2 separate regions of the Anser cygnoides genome follow, and region 1 is linked to region 2. Evidence: chromatin contacts called from public Hi-C data. All regions are on one chromosome and are shown on one strand. The core of a region is the stretch at or near the end of the contact, and the rest is flanking DNA. Distances in the headings are between cores, read along the strand shown. Region 1 overlaps MYO1D (myosin ID). Region 2 holds the start of SMARCD2 (SWI/SNF related, matrix associated, actin dependent regulator of chromatin, subfamily d, member 2).

What was found. A called contact is a pair of places that touch in the nucleus more often than the background predicts.
Region 1: a contact with region 2 is called in a Hi-C map of liver, with 2.4 times the contacts expected there. The contact joins the enhancer-like site here to the promoter of SMARCD2 in region 2. A contact is called at or near these places in 2 of 7 Hi-C or Micro-C datasets (both in liver).

What each region holds. Positions count from the first base shown.
Region 1 is chr22:3,230,721-3,235,674 of Taihu_goose_T2T_genome, forward strand. The region is part of intron 21 of MYO1D (myosin ID); the gene reads right to left. Among named protein-coding and RNA genes, the nearest start is that of CDK5R1, 39 kb to the left of the region's middle. Within about 2 kb of position 2,946, at least 1 of the 3 cell types and tissues checked has open chromatin away from gene starts, as enhancers often do. A contact at or near this core is called in liver, where this site is marked.
Region 2 is chr22:2,865,920-2,871,219 of Taihu_goose_T2T_genome, forward strand. SMARCD2 (SWI/SNF related, matrix associated, actin dependent regulator of chromatin, subfamily d, member 2) reads left to right here and starts at 3,343. Exons shown (of 13, transcript XM_066981450.1): 1 at 3,343-3,518. The coding sequence starts at 3,351.

The DNA.
Region 1 (4,954 bases), core at 1,696-4,195, 360 kb after region 2:
TGCTGCTTTTCACATGCTGGTGAAAGCCCTTTCCAAGGCAAACACGGGAGCTGAAAGGCAGCCTGTCAGCAAGGGCAGCGTGTCTCACGCTGACAAACAGCCCCGGCTCCCTGGCTTGTTCTGCACGCAGCTTTTTTTGGCACTCCTTCGCTGAACACTCATGGGGCCAACCTTGCAGCAAAGCATTGCTCCCAGCGTCTGCAGAAACGCTGCAGGCCGTTATGCTGGAGAATGCTGGCTGCTGTCCTGAAACTCCCCAATATATTTGTGCCTCTCTTCCAGAGGCAGAGGATGCTCTTAAAATGAATATTTAAACATCTTGAAAGCAAGTGTTTGGTTCTTGGGTCAGTCTGTACTACCTTGCTTGCTGTTCCAGCAACAGATGGAGAGAGCATCCTTTTTCTGATCCAGAGGCCTAATGCCATCAGCCACACGATGCAATAGCACACAAACGGCAGTACTTGAGAGCAGCTCCTTTTTCTAGCCTTATTTATTTTGATATTGCTTTCCTGATCTTGCTCTTTAGGACAGAAGCAGCATCTTGCCTGTGCCCCAGTTCAGGATCTCACTCGGTCGCGTGAAACCCAAGGCTGCCAAATTCAATTCCTTGATTTAGCTGTCCTTCTGAGAGGCTTTCCTGAGCTGCTGCTCCTCTGACAGGCTGTGCTGCTGACTCTTTTCCAAGCTTGCTGAAGAACCTGAGGATTTTAGGATATTAGGGTTTCTCTCCATATCTACTTTGTTTCCTCAGATAAAAGGTTTTCCACTAATTTTGTCTCCCCTCCCTACTCTCATTCATACAGTTTCTTGCTTTATATGAAGACCACATAACACAAAAGAAAAGGAATAAATTTAGCTTGTAAGGTTGCCATATTTTTTTCTATGTTTATCACTGCTGTATTTAATTGCCTGCATCACAAGGATCAAAGACAGATGAAGTGGGAAATTCAGTAGGTAGCAAACAAGCGCCAATATAATTTGATGGCTGACTTTCTGCTTGCTGCTTTACGCTCATTAACCCAATTCCTTTGAACTCAAGTAGGAGATGCAGTTAACACATCATTGGCAACCAACCTCCAGGGATGCTGAGAGGGATAAGAATCCCAGGCGAATTGGAGAGAGACGAGCTGGTGATGTCAGAATTTCCCAGCCTACACTCAGGTGAGCAAAGCAAAAATTCGTGAACGTTGACCGATACCTGTCTGCCGACAAGGCTGTCGACACGGGGAGCCATGCACGAGCCCTGTGTCCCAGGCACTTTCCCTCCTGTCTCTTCTTTCCTTAGAAATGAGCTTGCGAATTTAATTAATGGATTTACTGATATTCCATCTCATTAGCTATATAGGGTAAGATCAGCACCATCTCGTTCAGAAATATTTTAAGAACTTAAGTGGCCTTACTGCTCCGCATATCAGATTGAACACAGAGAGCCACGGCCAGGCACAGCACGCTGTGGTTGTGAATAAAATTCCTCCTATAGCGCTGTCCTCAAGCACGCCTGATGTGAATGGGGTGAGTAACAGTGCACATAGATGAACCAAGCTGATGGTAAAACTGTCCTGCATCTTAGCAACAGAAATGGAATCAGATGGTGATCTTTACGTTCAAGACAGGCAAGTATCTGTCTTGTTACTTCCCCCAGTGTCACAGGATGAAAGCTGATTGCAGCTCACTTGATAAGATGAGCGGTCTCAGGGATGCCAGGGGCGAAGGGGCACCTAGGGAGCATGTGGCTGGAAAAGCCTTTCGTCTTTCAACCGTTCTGCAGTAAAAGCTCTTATTGCCCTTTTTGAAATTCATTGCTTGGAAAATCAGCAGACACTACTATGCATAATCACACGTTCATACCTGCGGTCTGAAAACAACCAAATCTCTTCCAAGTCATTGTTACCATCAACAGCAACAACACCCACTGACACCAGCATGCAGAAGGTGTTTCAGCTGACACAGCCAAAGCAATCAAATTCATTAGCAGCAAGGATGCCTCAGAAGCTGCAGAAAGGGCAGCTACACATCAGGGATCTAATTTGCTTCTTTCCTCACCTTCATTTCATCACCTACCACCACTTCATTGGCTTGTTACCTTTGTTTAATAATTTATATAGCCCCTGCTTAAACATTCTGGTGTGCTCTGCTTATGGGAATCTGTGAATACGTGACTTGGGACTTTATGCATATTTAGGGATATTCCAGCTGGGCAAGCACCTTGAAAAAGCAGTTCTGAGGCTGCTGGAAAGGAAACAAGAGGATGACAGCTTCAGATGAAACAACGAAACAAAGCCCATTAGCCCTCTTTCAACAGCGTCTGGGTAAAAAGCACGGCACGCCTCAAATGAGATGGGGCGGATGCGTCATCCCAGGTAGAGCTATGGTTGAAGATCCTTCACTGGCTGGTGACACGATGAAACCCACCTGCATTCACAACCTGTCTAGACACAAAGGAACTCCATTTTAATTAAAGCTATTTAACTAACCCCGTGCAAACCCCGCAGAGGCATTCAGTTCAGCAAGGCTCAGACTAAATACAAACTTTCCCAGGAATAGCTGTCAGCCTGAGCTGGGAAGATGCATGAAGTGACTGACACAGCACTGAAAGAATTATTTTTGTATACACACAGCTGTACTGACACAGCTTTTTTGGCATGGGGGAGTGAAATGAGATGTTCAAGACAGTTGTCCTTATAGATAAAGGACCCAGAGCACTCAGAGCTGGTCGCTGTCCCCTTCACCACGGCATGCAAATCCTTCACTGAACAGACTCTAGCCTTTCCTCTCCCCTGACATTCATACCTGCTTCCTCTCAGCCATCTAAAATCCTAGCCTGGGTGCCCAGGTCCCCAGCTCAGGTCAGACCACGTGCTCTGGGAAACGGAGACGAGCACGCTGTGAGTGAGGGTGTGTACGAAGGAGACACAAAAACAGGCAGCAACCCAAAGCCTCATCGCCCAGAATTCAGTTTGACCCAGCCCAATTCACCGTGAGGTCACCCAGGTAAGAGCAAAGGAAGAAGGGCTCGCAGGGCTCGCTCAGGCAGCTACAATTAGGCTGGTAGACGATGAGGCTGGAAGCGGCGCTTTGGGGCAGAGATTCTGCTTGGGAGGAAGCTGACATTTTTTAAGTGTGGAGGAAAGTAAAGGACTTTCCCCTGAAAGTTTACAGTTAAAAAAAACCCTCTTGGTAAAAATTACAAAGCTGTTGTATACTTAACCTTTTCCTTTCCAAACTCATCTCTGCTGACATTTGATATTTGAGAGTGAAAGAGGAAATACAGTTCTGTTTTTTCAAAAGCAGCGCACATCTCAGCCCGGTTACCTCCGCTGGCACAATCACGCCGCCTGTCCATCTGTCAGTCCCCACTCTGCCCCAAGGCTGACAGACAGAAGACTAATACACAAGCTAAGTGAAAAATTAACTGCCAGAGATATCCAAAATAAATACCTCGCTGATGGAAAGGCAAGCCAAACTCAGCCTTTCCACGTCCCTTTTGCTGGCTGCAGTCAAGTGAGCGCCTGCAGCTCTCTGGCACTTGCCCTGGCGATGCTGTGGGAGGACAGACAAAGAGGAGGAAGCAGCTGATGTGCCAGCAGTGGTGGTACTTCAGACAAAGAGGATCTGGTCCTTGGGCAACCTCGTTTTATCTGCCCCACTGCTGCTAGAGAGGCCACTGAGAGCGATGGGTGCTTCTGTTAAAAAGCACAGCTTCCAGAGGGAAAACACTAATGCAACGTTAACTTGTAATGTGCCTTTTTCAGGCTTATGTCCTATAAATCCTTCTCTCCTTACTGTTCACAAACGACCTCTGCCCCAGGACTGAAGCTGGTTTGGTTCTGGGTTAATAAGCTCAAAGGTTAGAAGTTAATCCAAGACCAAGCATCCACCAGTGCTCCCAGCATGACTGAGCACCCCAGTCTACCTCCTGGCTCACTCGGCTGGCTGCTGGGGTTCAGCATATCCCCATCTGGGGGCTGTCCCAGAGCAGCTCGGTAACCTCCCCTCCCCTGCAAAAACAACAAGGTAAAACATGGACAGATCAAAGTGCAGAAATTGTGCAAGAGCAGTCAATGATCTTGGGTTTTGCGGCAGGAGCTCTTGCGCCCAGGCTAGGCAAGTGCAAGCGTTCAGACCCTGGTGCCAACTACCTTAGTAAGCTATGCGACTTCCACAAATACTTTTACATTCCTCCTTGGACAAAGGCTTGAAGCTGATTTGCACACACAGGAAGAAAAATGCTGGTTGCACTCTAACACTGCACTGGACAGAGCATTGCTGACCAGTATTTCTTAAGAATTTCTTTCCAATCTGCAATAAAATTTACATCAAGCTAAATTTGGCTGAATTCTTTAACCAAACCCAAAGCTTATCAGGGAACAATCTCCTGCAAACAGAGCATCCCTTAGAAGCTAGGTTGAGAGACAGACAGCTTTTATCTCCAAGTCTTCCAAAATAGAAACCGTCCTAAAAAACAGGTCAGTGCTGGCCATCCTGCCGTTTCAGACACTGTATTTAGCAATACAAGCATACAACAAAGTGAACACACTGCTATTAGCTATACTACAAGATGCGTGATCGTAACTGACATGCAGTTTGCATGAGCAGCCAACCCTCCAGAAGGAATCCGGAGTCCCAGGGAGTTTACGAACACTGAGCGATCAGCACCGACTCCCTGTGGGTTCGGTACCAGTCACTAATTTTGCTATCTTTCTCAATGCAAATAGGATCAAAGCACACCTCTAATCCCAGGGACAGGATCAATGGTCCAAATGCAAGCCCAGCAGCAAAGCCCCCTGGCTTTCAGGTGCATCCACTGGCCACCAGCAGCTCAAGCACCTGCATTTACAGCTACCTGGCCCTGAAGAGGAAATGCTGGAGGCATACAGGAACACCCGGCATCGAAACATCTTCAAGGCCACACATCTCTGGCCGCTTTACAAGTGGCTCCATCCCCCATCCTCCC
Region 2 (5,300 bases), core at 2,093-4,592:
GTGGAGGGGCAGGCGCCGATCTGTTCTCTTTAGTCACCAGTGACAGGACCCGTGGGAATGGTGTCAAGCTGAGGCAGGGGAGGTTCAGGCTGGATATCAGGAAGAGGTTCTTCACTGAGAGGGTGGTCGCCCACTGGAACAGGCTCCCCAGGGAAGGAATCACTGCACCAAGCCTGTCGGAGTTTAAGAAGCGTTTGGACTGTGCACTTAGTCACATGGTCTGAATTTTGGGGTAGACCTGCATGGTGCCAGGAGTTGGGCTCGATGATCCTTGTGGGTCCCTTCCAGCTCAGGATATTCTATGATTCTATGACTGGGACTATGTGGCACCTGAATTGCCGTGAAATCCTGGAAAACCTCCCCAAAGTCTGGTGGCAGACTTAGTGGGATGGCAGACAGTGACCCAATCCGCACCGAGGTTACGAAGCCGGCCCAGAGGGGGTGTCACGGGGGGAGAGCTCCCAGGCAGGGGGCACAGTCCCTGAGCATGGCTTGGCTCCACGCGTCACTGCTGATAAACGCGGGGTTCGTTTCAGAGAACTAATGTGGTTTGTGTCGATTGGTATTTCAGCCTTTCATGGGATTTCATTAAGGTTTATTAGCGGCTCTATAATTGCCACTGGAGCAGGGCTTCATGTTCTGCTTAATGAAGTGTCAGCCCTTCCAAAGGGAAGACACGGATTTTAATAATGGTGCATGCGGTGGAAGCATGCAGGCAGGGAGGCAGAGCGAGACCCAGGCAAGGATAGCCCCAAGCAGGGAGCACAAAGTGCCCCCAAACCTCCTTTCATCCCCATTTCTTCCAGACGTGGGGGTCTACCACCAGGACTGACTCAAATAGCAGTGATGTGGGAGATGTAATTTAACAGGAAAATTCACTTTTTTGGTGCTTTGCTCCATCTAGTGCTCATGAAGCAAAGCTCAAAGGGGACACCCTGCTTGTGGGGCCTGATTTCTGGGTAAGCAGACCGACAGCAGGGCACTTGGCAGCGTTTCCACATCTCCCCATCTGAGCCCCTCCAGGGACTCCTCACGGCACGGCCACAAAGCAGCTCAGGGCCAGCCCTGACCCCACAAGCTGCAGGGCAGCGACGAGCAGCAGCCTAGCAGCATGGGATGGAAAAGAGAAACAAGAAACAACGAACACCCCTACGTGAACACTGGGATTTTTCGGCCACCCTGTTATGAGGCCCGTCACAGCACGCCGGAGCTGCCAGAGGGCCCCGTCCCCCTCAGGGTGCCCATTTTCACTTGCAGTTCCAGCTGAAGGTCTGTTAAACATCCACTTTATTACTCCCAATCCGGTGCTAGAAGATAAAAAGCCTTTCGCATCCCATCTGGGGGTTGGCCTGGCCGCTGCCCTCCCCGCCACACCACGTGTGGGCCAAAAGGGATGCGGCCGGAGGGCCAGGAGGGCACCGCAGGCCCCGGTGCCGCAGGCCTTGCGCTGCGCGGCCCTCACCCGCGTGGCTGTGCCCGGGGTCGCTCAGTGCCCAGCGCCGCACAAAGCCTTTGTCACGCCCGGGCTGCGCACACGCACGCCCGTGCACACACCTGCACACTGACACACACGCACGTGCCCTCACCCCCACGTCTGAATGCACCCCCACACACACAAACACATGCGTAGGCATGCACACATGTGCACACATACATGCACATGCATGCACTGGTGGACAGCAATGAACACACTCACACACACGTACACACACATGTACACACATACAAACATGCTCACACACGTGTACACACACATGTACACATGTGCATTGTACACACGTACATCGCACGCACATATGCACACATGCACACATACATGTATACCTGCACACACACACACTCAAACACACACACACGCACACCCATGCACATGCATGCACACGCACATGTACACACACATGTACACACATACACATGTACACGCACACACATGCACACATGCACACATACATGTACACTTGCATACACACGTACACTCACGTGCACACCCCCCACACACACGCATGCACACACACACGTACACACATGTACACACACGCAAACACACTCACACACATTTACACACATGTACACACATACACACACATGTACACACACGTACATCGTACACGCATGTACGCACATGCACACAAACATGTACACTTGCACACACACATGTACACACGCACATATACACGATGCACACACTGACACACACGCACACGCACACCCATGCACACACATGTATGGACACACACATGCATGCATGCACACACATGTACACACACACATGTACACACACACATGTACACACACATGTACACACACATGTACACACACATGTACACACACACGTACACACACACGTACACACACATGTACACACACACACATGTACACACACACATGTACACACACATGTACACACACGCAAACACGCTCACACACATGTACACACACACACACATGTACACACACACACATGTACACACACGCAAACAGGCTCACACACATGTACACACACACACATGTACACACACACATGTACACACACGCAAACACGCTCACACACATGTACACACACACACATGTACACACACATGTACACACACACACACGTACACAGACACACACACACATGTACACACACACGTACACACACACATGTACACACACACACACATGTACACACACACACATGTACACACACACATGTACACACACGCACACACATGTACACACACGCACACACATGTACACACACACATGTACACACACGCAAACACGCTCACACACATGTACACACACACACATGTACACACACATGTACACACACACACACGTACACAGACACACACACACATGTACACACACACGTACACACACACATGTACACACACACACATGTACACACACACACACATGTACACACACACATGTACACACACGCACACACATGTACACACACGCACACACATGCATGCATGCACACACATGTACACACACGCAAACACGCTCACACACATGTACACACACACACACACACATGTACACACACACACACACATGTACACACACGCAAACACGCTCACACACATGTACACACTCACACTCACACACTCACACACCCCCTCACCCCCCCACGCCTGCCCGCCCTGCCGGGCCGGAGCTCTGCCCTCGGGGGCGTGGCCACGAGCGGGGCGGGGCTGCCCTCGGGGGCGGGGCTACGGGCGAGGGGGCGCGGCCTGCGCGGGGGGCGGGGCCTGCGGGTGCCGCGCGCTGCCTCCAGCCCCGGCCGCCGCCGCCGCTTCCGATCGCAGCGCGGGCGGGGCCGCCCCCCCCCGCCCCCCCCCCGCCCGCCCGGCCCCGCCATGGCCGCCCGCGGCGCCTTCCCGCTCAGCCCCCTGCCGCCCGCCGCCCCCGCCGCCCCGCCGCCCCCCGGGCCCGGGCCCGGCATCATGAGAGGCCCCAGCCCGGCTCCGGCAACCGCTGCGGCTCCGGGCTACCGGCCCATGGGGCCCGCGGCCGCGCAGTACCAGGTGGGGGGGCCGGGGGACCGGGGGGGGAGGGGGCTGAGGGGTGCTCGGGCCGGGAGGGGTCCTGAGGGGGGCTAAGGCCGGGGCGGGGGGGTCCTGAGGGGGGCTGGGGTCGGGACGGGAGGGCTCGGGGGGGCCCGGAGGGGTCTCGGGGGGCCCTAAGTGAGGGGTCTCCGGGGGGGCCCTGAGGGCGTTGGGGCCGGGGGGGTGTTATGGGGTCTTGGAGGCCTCATGAGCCGTCGCTGGGCCGGGGGGGGCAGTCCTGGAGCTTCGAACCCCGTAGGCCCCCCCCCGGCACCCAGCCCGGCCGTTGGGGCCCTTCCCGTGGGGCGGACGCAGCCCGAGCCCCCCCAGCGGAGCCCCCGCGGGCTCGGCTCAGGGCAGGTGGCACCCCCGGGCCCCAAAAAAAGCCCGAGGCGCCTCGGGGGGGCTGCAGGTTTGCCAGGCCCGCGTCCTCCGAAGCGCCTGCTCGTGCCTCCGCCGTGAGCGCTTGGAAATTCCCGTAAAAGTTGCAGGAGGCAAAGCGATCGGCCCTACAGCAGCGTTTGGGGCCGGGGGGGGGGGGGGGTCCCCGTCGGGCACCCTCGGGGGGCCGCTGGCGATGGGAGAAAACCCAGCGGGGAGGCGCGAGCCGCTGCAGGACGCTTTGCGCGCGGCTCTGCCTTCGCAGCCCGGCCGCCGTTGCACGTCTCATGCCCCGAAACCCATTCGCCCGCATCCTTTGCAAACTTAGAGGCAACCGTTTAAAACTTCAGCCGCGTGTCTTCAGGAAGAAGCTGGAGAGACGGCGATGCAGGTGCTTGCAGATATTAGGGGGAAGAATGGGGACAGGCAAGGGCCGGGAAAGGAAATCCGATCAGCAGTCCCGGAGAAGCCACAAAAACTGCTCTTTCTTCTGCCTGCAAGTGTTTTGTAAGAGAGGGATTTTGTCTGACGCTCGCTTGCGGCCTCCCCCTGTGCGTGCAGCTCGCCTGTTGGGTCGCTCGTGCACGCGGGGCGATTATTTTGGTTCTGGAGCAAAGCACCGTCTTGCAGACGGGCTGGAAATGGAGGCGCCCAGTTGTGCAACGTGTTCCCAACCACCGCCGATCGCCTCCCCCAGTGCTGCCGCGTTGTTTGCGCGAATTAAAACTTAAGAGATCGATGAAGCCGAGGGAATTTCCAACTTGTAAACCTGGCTAATAGAAAACGAGGAAACGACCCGGGAAGCCGAAAAGCCCAGAAGTGAAAACTGAGACGGCGCAGCCAAGACCGATCCGGGCGTGCATCGGCTGTAACTCGACTCAAAGGCTCGAGGGCCGGGCGGGATCCTGAGGGTTTGCCCTGCAGCAGGGTGCAAAATCCGGCCGGGCATCGCTCGCTGCTCCGCTGCGGGTAAACAGGAGAACATATGCTTGTTTTCCCCCCGCGCCGGCCAAAACGCCGTGCTTGGAGCAGGTGCCGGGAGCGTGTGGATGGGGTAGGGTGGGACCAAGCATACGGCACCGTGCTGCAGCCTTCGCTCAGTCCACACGGCGCGGGGCGGCAGTGAGCAGCGTGGGCTGTGTCTGGCCGTGGGCTGTGTCTGGCCGGCTGCTCGCTGGCGGTCGCCTTGCAGCGGGAGGGGAGAGCGGGTCTAATCAATACGGTCTGGCCTTTGTTTTGCAATTTCCAGGCGGTGGAAAGCAGCTCCTCCCCGCTGAGCGGTCAGCCCTGCCGTGCCCGCGGGACCTCTCGGGGGGTAGCGAGTGACTCAGGCCCCTTCTGCTCCGTTATGCCCTGGTGTAACGAAGAACTTTGTCCATT